3 separate regions of the Zea mays genome follow, and all the other regions are linked to region 2. Evidence: chromatin contacts called from public Hi-C data. All regions are on one chromosome and are shown on one strand. The core of a region is the stretch at or near the end of the contact, and the rest is flanking DNA. Distances in the headings are between cores, read along the strand shown. Region 1 holds the start of LOC103626442 (protein kri1). Region 2 holds the start of LOC100276839. Region 3 holds the start of LOC103626441.

Region 1 (4,327 bases), core at 1,024-3,523, 400 kb before region 2:
CAACAAAATAGGCACGTTGTTGCGAAATAGCAGCCCTCCAAATCCAGCAAACCAACCCGCATCCCACAATCGCGTCATCGACACATAGGATTAGAAAGCCCCATCTCACCACACAAATCTAATCATCTAGTATTATGTTTTTTAGGGAAAAAATGCCAGGCAGCGGCTATTAGCTACCAGATTAGATCAAATCAAAATGAGACCAAGTCTACGATCCAGATCGCGTCCCGCGATCCAGCAACCGAGCGACTCACCCGAAAGAGAAGAGGATGCAGCGAGCTGAGATCCGCGTGATCCACATGAGCCGGCGGCGCCACGCCGGCATAGGCCCGCCGCCCACCCGCGGCCTCCCGTGCGTGTCCGCCCACCCGCGGAGAGCCACCCACGTGGCCGCGTAGCCGATCGCGATGGAGAGCCCGAACAGTGCCAGCCGCACCAACGCGACCGGCAGGAGCAGCAGCGTCCTCGACCACGCGTACACGCCGCCGCCCCACGCCGGCGTGCCGTTGCGGAACGGGTCGGCCGGGGACGGCCCTCGGTCCCTCGGCGGCCGGTCCTCCGAGAGGAACGCGAACGGGTCCCCGCCGCCGTCGTCGCAAACGGAGACCGCCGCAGCACCGTCGCTGTCGTCGTGGTGGTGGTGTCGGTGGTTGGTGGCGTGCCCGTTGGCGGCGGGCGCGCGCGCGATGGAGTCGGAGAGCAGGGGCGTGGAGAGGGAGGCGGGGGCTAGGCATGTAGAGGCCATGGACGATGAGGCTGGCTGTCGCCGGAGACAGCGGCGGGGAGGGAGGGAGGGGAGGCGAGCGATGGACGGCCGGGAGTTATGGCTTTTATTTATCAAAGCGAAACGGAGGCAAAAGCTATAGCCGGCAACAAGGGAGTCGCTGTTTTGTATGTGGTCGCCGTTTCGTTTTTGCTATTGTCCCCCGCAGTTTCATGAGTACTTATTGGAAATTTTAAGAATCGTTTCGTTTTCACCTGTCATGTATTTCCTTCTTTTAAAAACTCCACGTGTCTTTATGTGTTGAAATTTCTACTCCTTTCCTCCACATAATTTAGTCATTTTAGAATTATTCTAAATCAAACTATGTAAATTTTGACGAATAATAGATAAGATTACATTATTTTAAACTAAAAGAATCATATATTATAGTAGTTCAAGTCATAATGACTCTAGTAGTTTTATTTTTATATTGTAAAATTTTATAAAATATCTTATGTAATCGGTCAAAGTTGATAATAGTTGGCTTATGACAAATTAAAACGACTAAATCATGTGAACGGAGAGAATATGTATTATTGATTTTAAAAAATAACATTAGATAAATGCACGAGCAACATTCCTCGTACTTAAATGAGACATAACGGTGGTCTGTATGTTCCAAATCTAGACCTGCAATGCACTATTTTCATAAACTTAGAGATGTATGATATATTATTTAACCAGTTCAAGAACATAAAACTACAATTTTAAAGTTTATGAATCTAATCGACATCTCTTAACAAATTCAGAGATCACTGGTATGAACATACTCATATGACTCCAAATAAATAAACATTATTAGGATATTATTGAATGGCAAGTTTTATAAAACTAATAGTTTTTATAGGTGTTATGTGTTTCCTCTGTAATAAAGTATTTAGACAATGGAGCGAAGCTCAAGGCAACGTGTGCGACGACGTACTGCACGTCTGTACATACGGCGAGAGATCCATCCTGCTTGCACATGCCAAATGGGATGCGTGATCCGATCTCAACCACATCCATGCCGTACGTGAGTCAATACAAATATAATCACATCAATCATGCGAACCAGCAACTTCTAAACAAATTGCTTTTGCTTTTATTTTTGCTTTTGCTTTTGTATTTGTAGGCGAACCTAAGTTTAGTTTTTTTTGGCTAATGACTACGCCGACGGTGTCAATTCAGTTGACAGTTATTGCTGCTCCTACGACGGAGCACCGCCCAAACATATAATAATAGAGTTAATTATTATAGGTGCGTGGTGCGTCACGCACGCACGACGCCGACCGGGCGTTCGGCAAGTTGCTACACAAAAGCTGAGGTGCTCGTCGGGCACGAGGCCACTTGCTCCCTGCTGGGCCGCGAGGGGCCGGCCACAGCGATCTCACTCGGCACCGGTCGGCGTCGCGCTCCAGACCAGTCCACACAAGTCCGATCGAAACGCCTCGTCAGTTTTTTCCTCGTAAAAAAAGGTCGTTTTTTTTCGTTGGACAGGCAAACGTTAGTATTTTCTTCTTCTTTTGAGTAAGGCAAACGCTCGGCACGGTAGTACTGCTACACTTGGGCTTCTGAAGTACTGTCAGCCCATGGGTCGTCCTATTCCACGAGGCCCAGCCCAGTTTACCAACGTTGCGCGCAAGATATAATAGTCTCGGCCCGTGTCGATTCCATCGATTAAAACCCTAACCCGAGCATCTTCCACGCCGCCGTTGTCTCGCCGCTTCCAGCCGTTGCTCGCTGAAGAAGATGGGGAGGAGGAAGAAGTCCAAGGAGATGGAGAAGAAGCCGCTGGACATCCTGTCGGGCTCCGACGAGGACTTCGACAGCGGGGAGAACCTCTCCAAGATCCAGATCAACGAGGAGTACGCGCGTCGCTTCGAGCACAACAAGCGGCGGGAGGCGCTGCAGCGCCTCGAGGAGCGCAGGAAGCAGGGCCTGGTCCCCGCCTCCGACGACGACGAGTCGGAGTCCGAGTCGTCGTCGGAGGAGGAGGACGAGGCGGCCGCCATTGCCTCGCGCCTAGTCGACCGCCGCATGTTCGAGGTGATCCGCCGCATCCGCAGCGGCGATCCCCGCATCCTCGACAAGGACGCCAAGGTCTACTCCTCGGAGGAGGAAGGCGGCGAGGAAGGTGAGGACGCCAAGAAGCAAGAAGAGTCCAAGCAGGAGAAGGAAAAGACCAAGAAGGAGAAGCCTCTGTACCTCAAGGACGTTAATGCCCGCCACCTGCTCGAGGAGGGCCCCGAGTTCGCAGCGCAGCCCAGCCGGAGCAGCAGCAAGTTCGAGAGGATCGCTTATGACGAGCAGCAGAAGAAGGGATTGGAGGCTTTCCTTGAGGCACAGAAAGAAGCATTAGGCGATGGTGGAGACGATGATGGCGATTTATTCCAGGTGAAGGAAAAGGCTAGAGCAGGAGCTGACGACGAAGCGGAGGAGGACGAGGAGGAGAAGCAGACAAAGGACCTTGCTGGTGAGGTCTTTGGGAAGGATGAGGAGCTGGATGAGAACGAGAAGTTCTTGAAGGAATTTTTTCTTAAGAGGCCGTACCTTGAGACAGAGAAGAGTAAGTCCTATCTAGATAATATCCAGGAATTGTCAGATGAAGAGGAGCTCGAGATTCAGGAAGAGTATGAGCATGCTTATAATTACCGGCATGAGGAGGCCATGGCATCAGGGGCAGTGGTGGCGGATCGGGTGTTGGGACATTCAAGGGTTGTTGAAGGTTCGGTGAGGAAGAAGGAGAGCAGCAGAAAGCAGCAGCGCAAGAGCAAAGAGGAGCGGATGGCCCGTGTTAAGCAAGAGCAAGCAGAGGAGCTGAAGCATCTCAAGAATTTGAAGAAGAAAGAGATTGCAGAGAAGCTTGAGAGGATCCGAATGATTGCTGGGATTGAAGGAGATGCTGCTTGTAAGCTTGGTGCTGATGACTTGGAGGAGGATTTTGATCCGGAGGATTATGACAAAAAGATGCAGGAGATGTTTGATGATAGTTACTATGAGGCTGATGAGGTTGATCCTGAGTTTGGAAGTGGTGAGGAGATGGATTTGGAGAAGCCGGATTTTGGCAAAGAAGACGAATTGCTTGGGCTTCCTAAGGGCTGGGCTAGTGACCATTCAAAAGAAGAGTCTACTGCCACTGATGCGAAAGGTGAAAAAGGGAAGATCTCTCTCAAAGACAAGGTGGAGCTTGAGAAAGAGATGGAAGAGTACTACAAGTTAGACTACGAGGACACTATTGGAGATATCAAGACTCGGTTCAAGTATAAACAAGTTAAGCCCAATAGTTTTGGTCTGAGTACCTATGATATATTGGCATCAGATGACAAGGATTTGAACCAGTATGTTTCCGTTAAGAAGCTAGCTCCTTACAGAGAGGATGAATGGAAGGTTACACATCATAAGAAGCAGAGCAAGGATTTGATCCTTGGAGGCCAGAAGAAGGAAGGGAAGAAGGACAAATCTGGCAAGAAATCTAGGTCTGAGGAAGACCCTAGTTCTTCAAAAACAGAGAACGACAGGATGACAAATGGGCAAGAGTCAACAGATGCCAAGAAAAAGTCTACCAGAAGTGAACGGCGGAAGCGT
Region 2 (4,107 bases), core at 693-3,192:
AACGAAGGCTCTACATTTTAGAGTAGCTATAATTTAGATCTAAAATGTCACTCTTTTGAAGAAAAAAAATATTTGGAAAAAACTATTAATCTATATCGGCTTTTATTATTTCTACAGTGTTTTGTCTTTATGGAGAATTACAGCAATTCGAATAGTTGACTTTAATCTGTCAGCCCCGAAGTTGTCGTTTGTATCTAGAGCGTCTTTACCACTTAAACCTATAATTAAAAACAATATTTTGCGTGACCTAGTGGCTATCGGTTATGTTTACTTCATCTATTCTAAAATAAAATTTATGTTTCTCAAAGGAGAGCAGAGTTACATGAAAATTATATACTTACTTATATCAAAAGTTGTTCCAGCATGTAATGATAAATGATTTCACTTTGAAAGTTGAAATAAAATAGACCTACAAGAATTAGGAGGACCAGAAGTGTACTTGTTTGAGATGAAGGAAGCACTGTACTTTGAAAGAAGAATATTTAGCGGTGTGGTGTTTGAATATTGCCTTGTCCAAGACCATCACAACACGCCAAATTGGGCTTTTTCTGGAACACACAGCTCAGTAAAGAAAGGACAAAGGAGGACAGACGCTGAGGTTGCACGAGAAAGGAAACACAGCTGTGTACCTCAACAAGGAACAAAGCTACAAAAAGGCTGTAGGTGGGCTTAGGGCAGCGACGGGTCATGGGCTTGATGGCCCATAGTGTTTCTAGGCTGCTTCCCTTGTTTTTTTCTCTGTACGGTTTAATGCTTTGTTGGCCCACTTCTATTTTTGGATGGGTTCTTTCTCTCTGTTTTGGACCTTCTGGACTTGGTTCCCGTTCTTTTTCTTCAACAAAGTTCCTCGCTTCCATTTAGGCATGGAAATGTGTACTCAAAACCTGAAATCCGATGTTTTTATCCTATTAGGGTATGGATTTAGGTCAATTTAATACACATAGGTTTATTAATGGACATAAATCTATACCCGACGGGTTTATGAGTACAGATTTGTTCCTACAGTACCCAGACCCGTGAACTCGTGGGTTTTTTAAACCCGAGCAAATCTAGCGCATATTATCATTTTATTTTATAAACGAACAACAAACTTATTATCTCCCTATTTACTTCCTATTTTTTATCAAAGGATGAGTGTATAAGTAGTTGGTGAGAGTGTTGCTTTGTTATTATAGTTTTTTACTAGCATCATATATGTGGTAGATGGATAACTCCTGAACTCGTTGTTCATCACATAAATTTTGGACAATACTTATTGATTATAAGAAGAACTAGTATATTGGAGATGAAACCCGTGGGTACCTGCTAACCCGATGGGTACGGGTTTGGTTAAAATTTCAAACTCGTCGTAGGTATGATTTTTTAATTGGTATTGATACTGTTCACAGGTACGAGTTTGGGATGGCAACGAGTCGTTTCTTTCTGTTTTTGTTCCAAGTCAATTTTCTGTTTTTTGGCTGATTTTTTTTTAGAAAATTACATCAATACCTATGGTACCTTAGATCAATAGATCCTTTAGGTCCGGCTTCTCTACTGGCTTCAGGTGCTGTCTATTACAGCCGTGCTCTACGGAACGGGGCACAACAAAACAGTTTTACCTAAAGAGCCCCCGTAAATCGTGTTTTTTTCGAAGGTTTGAGGTGGGACACAACGAGACGATGACTTTATCAACATCCAGAAACGCTGATAGACTCGCTAATGGTTTGGATGTGCTCGTATATACACAAGCTTCTTTGTGAGTTACAGCATTGTGTGGGCCTAGAAGCGCGTGATGGGCCTTGATCCGTTCCTCTTGACGCAGGCCGCGGCGTCCTGGCCCCATAACCACAGCACATGACAACGGTCAAAAGCGCAGGCATCCGATGCGTGGTGGCCCCCCTCGGCGACCGGCCTTCTACTTCTTCACCGCCACACGCCGAGAGCGTGACAAGGAAAGGATCGGACGCCGCCTCCGCTCCCGTCGCAGTCGCAGCACATTCACCCTACCTCACTCGCCCTCCCCACCCTCCCCTCCAGACCCTCACACGGTCACACCACCGGCGCCGCCCGCCCTGTATGGCCTACTACTCGGGCGGCGGCAAGCTGTCGGCGGTGGACGCCATCCTGGCGGAGGCGGCGGACCTGGTGGCGCTCGAGCAGGTCGCCAAGCTCAACACGGCCCACCTCGATGACGACTCCGCGCTTCCGTCCAGCCTCGAGGCCCGCTTCCGCAAGCTCAAGTCCCTCCCCTCGCCCGCCGCAGTGCCGCCCGTCAGCACCCTCGCCCGCAGCGCCACCGCGCCGCGCCCGGCCCCCGCTCTGCCCGGCCCCGATCCTCCCGCTCCTGCTCCGCCTGTGCATCACCCGGTCCACGAAGACCCGCCGCCGGGAGACGCGGAGACGAAGGGCGGCGGGTCCTCGCCGCGGCAGGCTCGCGCCCCGGCACCCGCACCCACGGTCCACGCCGACGACGCCAAGGACCTAGATCAGCTGTTCGGGTCGGCGCCGCGGGGCCGGCCGACACTGCGGGAGCGGAACAGGGGGAGCGACTCCTCCTCCGTCTCCCCCTCGCCGCCGCCGCCGCCGCGCCAGGCGTGCTGCTTCGGCTTCTCCCCCAAGAAGCCCCTGCGGAGGGCGCCGTCGGCCAAGGGCAAGAAGAAGGAGGTCTGCCACGGGTCCCGCGACGTCCTCGGCGTCGACGCCGACGAGTGGGGCGACGAGAACAGGAGGATCGCCACCGAGCTCAGGGAGCAGCAGCGCCGGCTCAGGAAGGCGCTGGAGGACCAGGTGCAGGTCAGCAGGGAGACCGCCAAGATGGCGCGCTGGGTCAAGCAGGCGTCCGCGCGCATGACGCACGCCGAGGCCATCGACGACCTGCTCAGTGACTGCGAGGACGACCTCAAATGAGCTCACGCCGACGCTTTGCTCGTCGGTTCTTCCACTGTCTTTGTCTTGTTGGTGATCACAAGTCTGTCAAAAATGCTCATATGTTTTCATGAGTGCATTTGCATCCATGCTTTGGTACAATGCTTATACAGAAGAAGCAGAGTCACGAAACAATGCTATTTCTTTTATGTCACATATTATTAGGACCAGGCAAAGTATATGAATCGATGGGGCATATAAGGTTTTCATGAGTGCTGAACTGCTGATATAGGAACCAAGAACGTGGTGTTGTGAAAAAGATTTGATCATGTGTTCTGTTTCCATGAGAAGTAATTACACCTGGCTATTCTAATTTTAGTACTGCATCAAGTATTTACAACCTGCCAGGCTTGAATCATAATTGCTTGATCCTACTTTGAATGTACATCCTTAAAATAGAATTTAAGCAGCATAATGTGATACTACTACCTCCCCTTTTGATACTTGTCACCCCTATTCATTTTTGAGACATGACAAATAAAAAAGAACGGAGGGAATATGAAGCAGAGTAAAAACGCAAATGGCGTTATAAATAGTGAAGATGTGGTTGTCTACACTCTACCGCTAGATAGAGTAGCTGATTGCATAAGCAACATACAGTTGGATCCATTTACACAAAAGTCAACAACCAGAACATCTAATGTGTCCAGCAATTCCTTGTCACGCCAAAGTTCCTAATAGATGACTCAGAACGATAGCAACGTGAGGAAATTCAACAATGTCGATGTGCTTTCGTTTTCAGAGCTGTTCATGATTCGAAGAGTTGCATATATCTATTGCCTTAACCACAAGCCTAACTATGTACAAGTACAAAGGCGAAAAATACCGGTTTATCCTGGTTCATTGTTTGCTTAAAGTGCAAACCGGCATTGGTAAACCTCATACCTTTTTTTCACACTTCTGTCCAGCATAAACATTCAAGAGCCATGGAAATACAGAGTTATTGTCTTGTTGCTGTGACCATCCCAGATTTTGCAGGCAATACAGTTGATGAACAGATGCATGAAACTGAGCCTTTCTTCTGAGTAGGTTAGAATACGTCAACCTACTTTGCAAGCAGAACTTCCAGTTGGATCAACATTTGTCACGCCTCAGAAAAAAAAGAAACCAATGGTGATGAGTGTCCCTAAAGGCCTAAAGAACTCTGGTAATTTTACTGGCACCTTTTCAGGTTACAAAGAATGTGAAATACAAAGCAAGAGA
Region 3 (4,323 bases), core at 622-3,121, 390 kb before region 2:
TCATAAAGTAAAAGTAGTAGAAGCCGGTACAGATTAAAGTCAAGCGAATAGACTTGCTCATCTGATGTTGGAGAAGCATTGCCACGATCTTATCAGGTTTTTGACATCAGGGTGAGTTGCTCAGGATGTCGAAACATGTACTCCCTCCGTCTCAAAATAATATTTATTTTAGCTCTTGGTTTTATGTGTAGATGATGTTGAATCTAGCTAGACACATATAAAAACATAATGAATCTATTAATTATTTAAAATGAGAGTACGTTCTTTCCGTCTGGTTGTTTGCATCGTTCTTGACATTTTTTTCTCTTGTTCTGCTCACGGCAGCAATGGTAGTGGTACAACAGGGCATACTATATATAAAAAGAAGCAATGAAACCTGCTACTCAACACAACAGTAGTACATATAAGTCTGGAATTCTGGATCCAGCCAGGAAAATCGCCGGTGCCACGGCAGATACTCCTACGCCATGACCGCCCACCACCAGATGAAACTGAAGCCTAGCAATGAGGACGCGCCAGTCATGCTCAGGCGACGCGCCACGCCGCCTCCGTTGGCTGTTGGTTTGGCCACTGACCAAGTGAACGGCAGCAGAAAGTTCAGGTAAGACTGGGCTAGTATCCTTGTATTCTTTCTTTTTTATCAGAAACAGAAGTTTGGAGCAAGAAAAAAAAATCTGTATTGAACGTCTCTTTATATAGGTACTGTGTGTGGTAGCAGTTAGCAGTGAAGTGGCAGCAGTACCTGAAGAAGAGGAGGAGGAGGTGGAGGAAGCGCTGCCGGTGGAAGCTGAAGATGCAGCAGTACTGCCGTCAGTGGCTGAGCCTGCAAGCGAAATGAGATCGAGATCATTCAGGATTTCAGGTTCAGCATCATCACAGTGTGTGCTCCTACAACTGTACGTAGTTAACTAGCGATCCGAGCTTATCATCTGAGACGTGATCACAAGATGAGCTGCTGCGGAGATGTGGCACACGATGACAGGTCATGATTCTGCTAGTAGCAGCCCAATTAATGAGATCCAGATCTTGGAGAGGTTTGGATCTCATTGTGGTAGCCAGTTGTGATCGAATGAGTACTTAGCAGCAGCAGCGGCGGCAGCGGTATGAAGGAAGACGACACGCGATCTAGCTAGCTTTATACCTCCGGCGGCGGCACAGGCGGAGGCGTCGGTGGTGACGTTGCACCGCCGGGCGAGGACCAGGCCCTGCTCGGGCGCCACGCCGAACGCCCGCAGCGCGGCCCTGTTGAGCAGCATGGCGCAGAGGCACGCCGTCTCGTTGGCGGCCGCCTCCCTGAGCGGCCCGCAGCAGGCCGCCGCGGGCGCCGCCGTGGACGTGGAGTTGAGGTACCCCGTGCACGGCACCAGCTTCGCCGCGCACGACGGCACCGCCGTCCCCTGCGCGTCCGAGGATGGCGCCAGCGCCAGCGCCAGGCAGGCCACGGCGGCGGCCAGCAGGCGGGCGGCGTTCTGCTGCATTGCTGTGGTGGTGGTGCCCTGCTGCTGTAGACTGTAGTGCTGTCTGGTGTTGATGTGCTTCCGGGCGAGCGCGGGACGCTGGGGTTGACTACTGAGGGAGGGGGAGTGGTCTGCGGGGGGCGGGAGTTTATGGAGGGAGGGATGGCGCCGCGGCGGTGCGATCGGCTGCGGCCTCGGGTCCGCTGGGCCGGGTTGGTGGCGTGCCAGCGAGGCCGCGTGGATGGGACGACGTACGGGTGGTTGGCAGGACGCCCGTGTGCCGGAATCTATGCGCTGTCTGTCCGGGCTGCCGGCCGCGCGCGCGCATGGCGGGTGCAGTGGCGCACGGCCGCACCGCACGCACGCCCCCGCGGCCGCAACGGCACGTCGACAGCGAGGGCGTGGCGAACTCATCACGTGGGAGACAGGAGGAGACTCGTGTGATGCTGCCCAGTTGCGTTGCGTACGTTCATGTGCCAACCGGCACGTTACACTTACAACGGCACCATCTGCTCTTCATATTCCGCTGCGTCCGTTTTCTCTCTCTCTCTCTGTCTCTCTCCCTTTTCTAAACCACAGCACAGACACACCACACATGTCCCCACACACATATACACGAACACAACCGTTCACCACATCTAATCACACCTCTGTGTAGGGCACATATATAAAGCCTGGACCGAATGGATCTAAGATAATAATAATAATAAAACAAAGCACAATGAATTACGTATAAATTTGAGAAAGAAGTGCGCTGTGGCTTCATACTCAAAAATAACGGGCTCCATTGATGCATGCCTAAATCTGCGATTGATGCGGGCAGGGCCCGGCCCAACGCGCGGGCCAGGCCAGGCCATGTTTCTTACGGAGAGCGACAACCGAGCCAGCGCATGATCGGAGGCGGCCCGGCCGGCAAGGGCATGTGGGCCATTTACATATATACACTTGGCTCAATCAAAACATGATAAGTATTTGCCAGGTATCACTGTTACTGTCACGAATAAATGTGGGTTTTATGACTAGCAACGTACACACACGTGCCTCCTCCTGCTCCATGCGAGAGAATAATGCATCATGCATGCTGCTAACTACAAAGATCTCTGCATACTAAACTTTTGGTCCACTAAGAGTGTCAACACTTCGTTTGTTCCATGTAATTAAGATAATGCATCATGCGACCGGAGACGATAGGTGGTGAGCCGGGAGGCGCTCCTCGCGGTGGTGATGTAAAGATAAAGCGTCGTATGTATGCTTGAACAGCAGTAGCAGTAGTGTTGGTCGAAGAAGCAAGCAGTGGAGCATCGCACTCTCACCAGCCGGCAGCAGTAGTGCTAGCTAGAATTCACGATCACGTGCGTGTCTTCTTCAGCAAATCAACGCCGTTCAGACCTAACGTAACAGAAACTCTCTCTCTCGTCGCTTTCTCTGTATCTCTCTTCGCTAGCTGCTCGCAGCAGTGGGTCACGTACCTACGCGATTATTGGCGCCGGCAAAATCTGAACTCTTGAAGCGAAAGCGAAAACCCAAACCTCCGGGCTCCGGCCGGCGCTTTCAGATCCTGTGCTGCCGTTTGCCCGTTGGTGCGTGCGTAGTGCTGAAAACGACAGATCGATGAGATGAGATGCTCGGTAGTCGGTACTGCTACGTACTACTACTACATGCATCGTTGCAGGTTCGGCGCCGGAAACTGTGCGACTGCCGGCCGGGTGGAGTACACACGTCTGTCGCCAAAGACTATACGCACACACGTTGCTAGCTAGTGCTACGGCAGTCTACTGCTCCCTCCGTTCGAAAGCTAGCAGCAGTAGATACTGCACAACAACAGGTCAAGAGCTAGCTAGCGGCCACCAAACTGGCTAGCGTCGTCTAGATCGATCGGTCCGCGTGAAGCATTTGACTAGTGCGAAGCAACTGGTATTCTATACCCGTTTCTGCCTGAAAGTTGGATGGACTAGTTCGAGTCTTCAGGAAGAGGAAGAGGAAGAGCTGCTAGTGCTAGCGTAGCGTTGAAGAAATTTGTTCGGTGTCTTTAATTTGTGTGGCCGGCCAAACCCACGACGCGTGTGTGTGCTAGCTAGCTAGAAGTAACCGCTGGGGCGGGGCGGGCTAGTGTGTGTGGACCGAACGTTTTTAGGCCACATCCAACCCATTCACGCAATTGTTTCTTCAATGTGTGTATATTAGAATTTCAGAAGGAGTACAAAAAGTGCTATGATGCATAGGGGGAAAAACAAGGATAGAGGTATAGAGGAAAATAGAGAATAAAAGATGCGTTGGAAAAATAAAAAAATGTATTAATTAAAAAGAAGAGAAATGTGTACTCAGAAGTAAGAATAATGACAACTATTTAGGAAATGAATTTTCAGAAGGAAATGACAACTATTCAGTTGGGGAAGCAGGTGCATGTGCCGGCCGGTGGCGCAGGGCAGCGGCGAAATGTGCCGCCAGCATTATTTTCATACCGAAGGAGAAATGGTCCATCATATTAGGCCAGTCTTACGGAAAGATTTTTATGTCGCTATTTTCTAGGAATCTTCTTTTGTCGAAAACGGCGCAGATAAATTTCGTCTTCGTAAAACCTGTTCCATTCGTGTGAAAACTTTATCTTAATTATCTCTCTTTATTAACACTCCACCGTATGAACTTATTTAATGTCCATGCAACTTTTATATATGAACCCTATTAAGGATCCCTTTGATAGGATTTTTGAACCTGTTTTTTTTACTTTGCAAAAGCCAGAAGACAACTAAAGTGCTAAAAATTCACGGGGTGCTTTGGGTCAAAATCTATTTTTTTTCACTTTAGTAGAAAACTGAAAAGAGCTTACCTCTTACTTTTACACGCTATGAAGATGGATAGCTTAAAA

Evidence for each region. A called contact is a pair of places that touch in the nucleus more often than the background predicts.
Region 1: a contact with region 2 is called in a Hi-C map of bundle sheath, with 7 times the contacts expected there. The contact joins the promoter of LOC103626442 here to the promoter of LOC100276839 in region 2. A contact is called at or near these places in 3 of 25 Hi-C or Micro-C datasets (bundle sheath, endosperm and tassel).
Region 3: a contact with region 2 is called in a Hi-C map of tassel, with 3 times the contacts expected there. The contact joins the promoter of LOC103626441 here to the promoter of LOC100276839 in region 2. A contact is called at or near these places in 4 of 25 Hi-C or Micro-C datasets (bundle sheath, ear, endosperm and 1 more).

Annotation. Positions count from the first base shown.
Region 1 is chr5:61,854,871-61,859,197 of Zm-B73-REFERENCE-NAM-5.0, reverse strand. LOC103626442 (protein kri1) reads left to right here and starts at 2,273. Exons shown (of 1, transcript XM_008646850.3): 1 at 2,273-4,327. The coding sequence starts at 2,492. It overlaps LOC100191712, which reads right to left and starts at 821. Exons shown (of 13, transcript NM_001137141.1): 1 at 255-821. The coding sequence starts at 745.
Region 2 is chr5:61,451,079-61,455,185 of Zm-B73-REFERENCE-NAM-5.0, reverse strand. It overlaps LOC100276839, which reads left to right and starts at 1,942. Exons shown (of 1, transcript NM_001165438.1): 1 at 1,942-3,057. The coding sequence starts at 2,056. The coding sequence ends at 2,886. LOC103626439 (pentatricopeptide repeat-containing protein CRP1, chloroplastic-like) reads right to left here. Exons shown (of 7, transcript XM_008646845.3): 7 at 3,414-4,107.
Region 3 is chr5:61,836,210-61,840,532 of Zm-B73-REFERENCE-NAM-5.0, reverse strand. LOC103626441 reads right to left here and starts at 1,871. Exons shown (of 3, transcript XM_008646849.4): 1 at 1,142-1,871; 2 at 743-823; 3 at 217-570. The coding sequence starts at 1,871. The coding sequence ends at 461.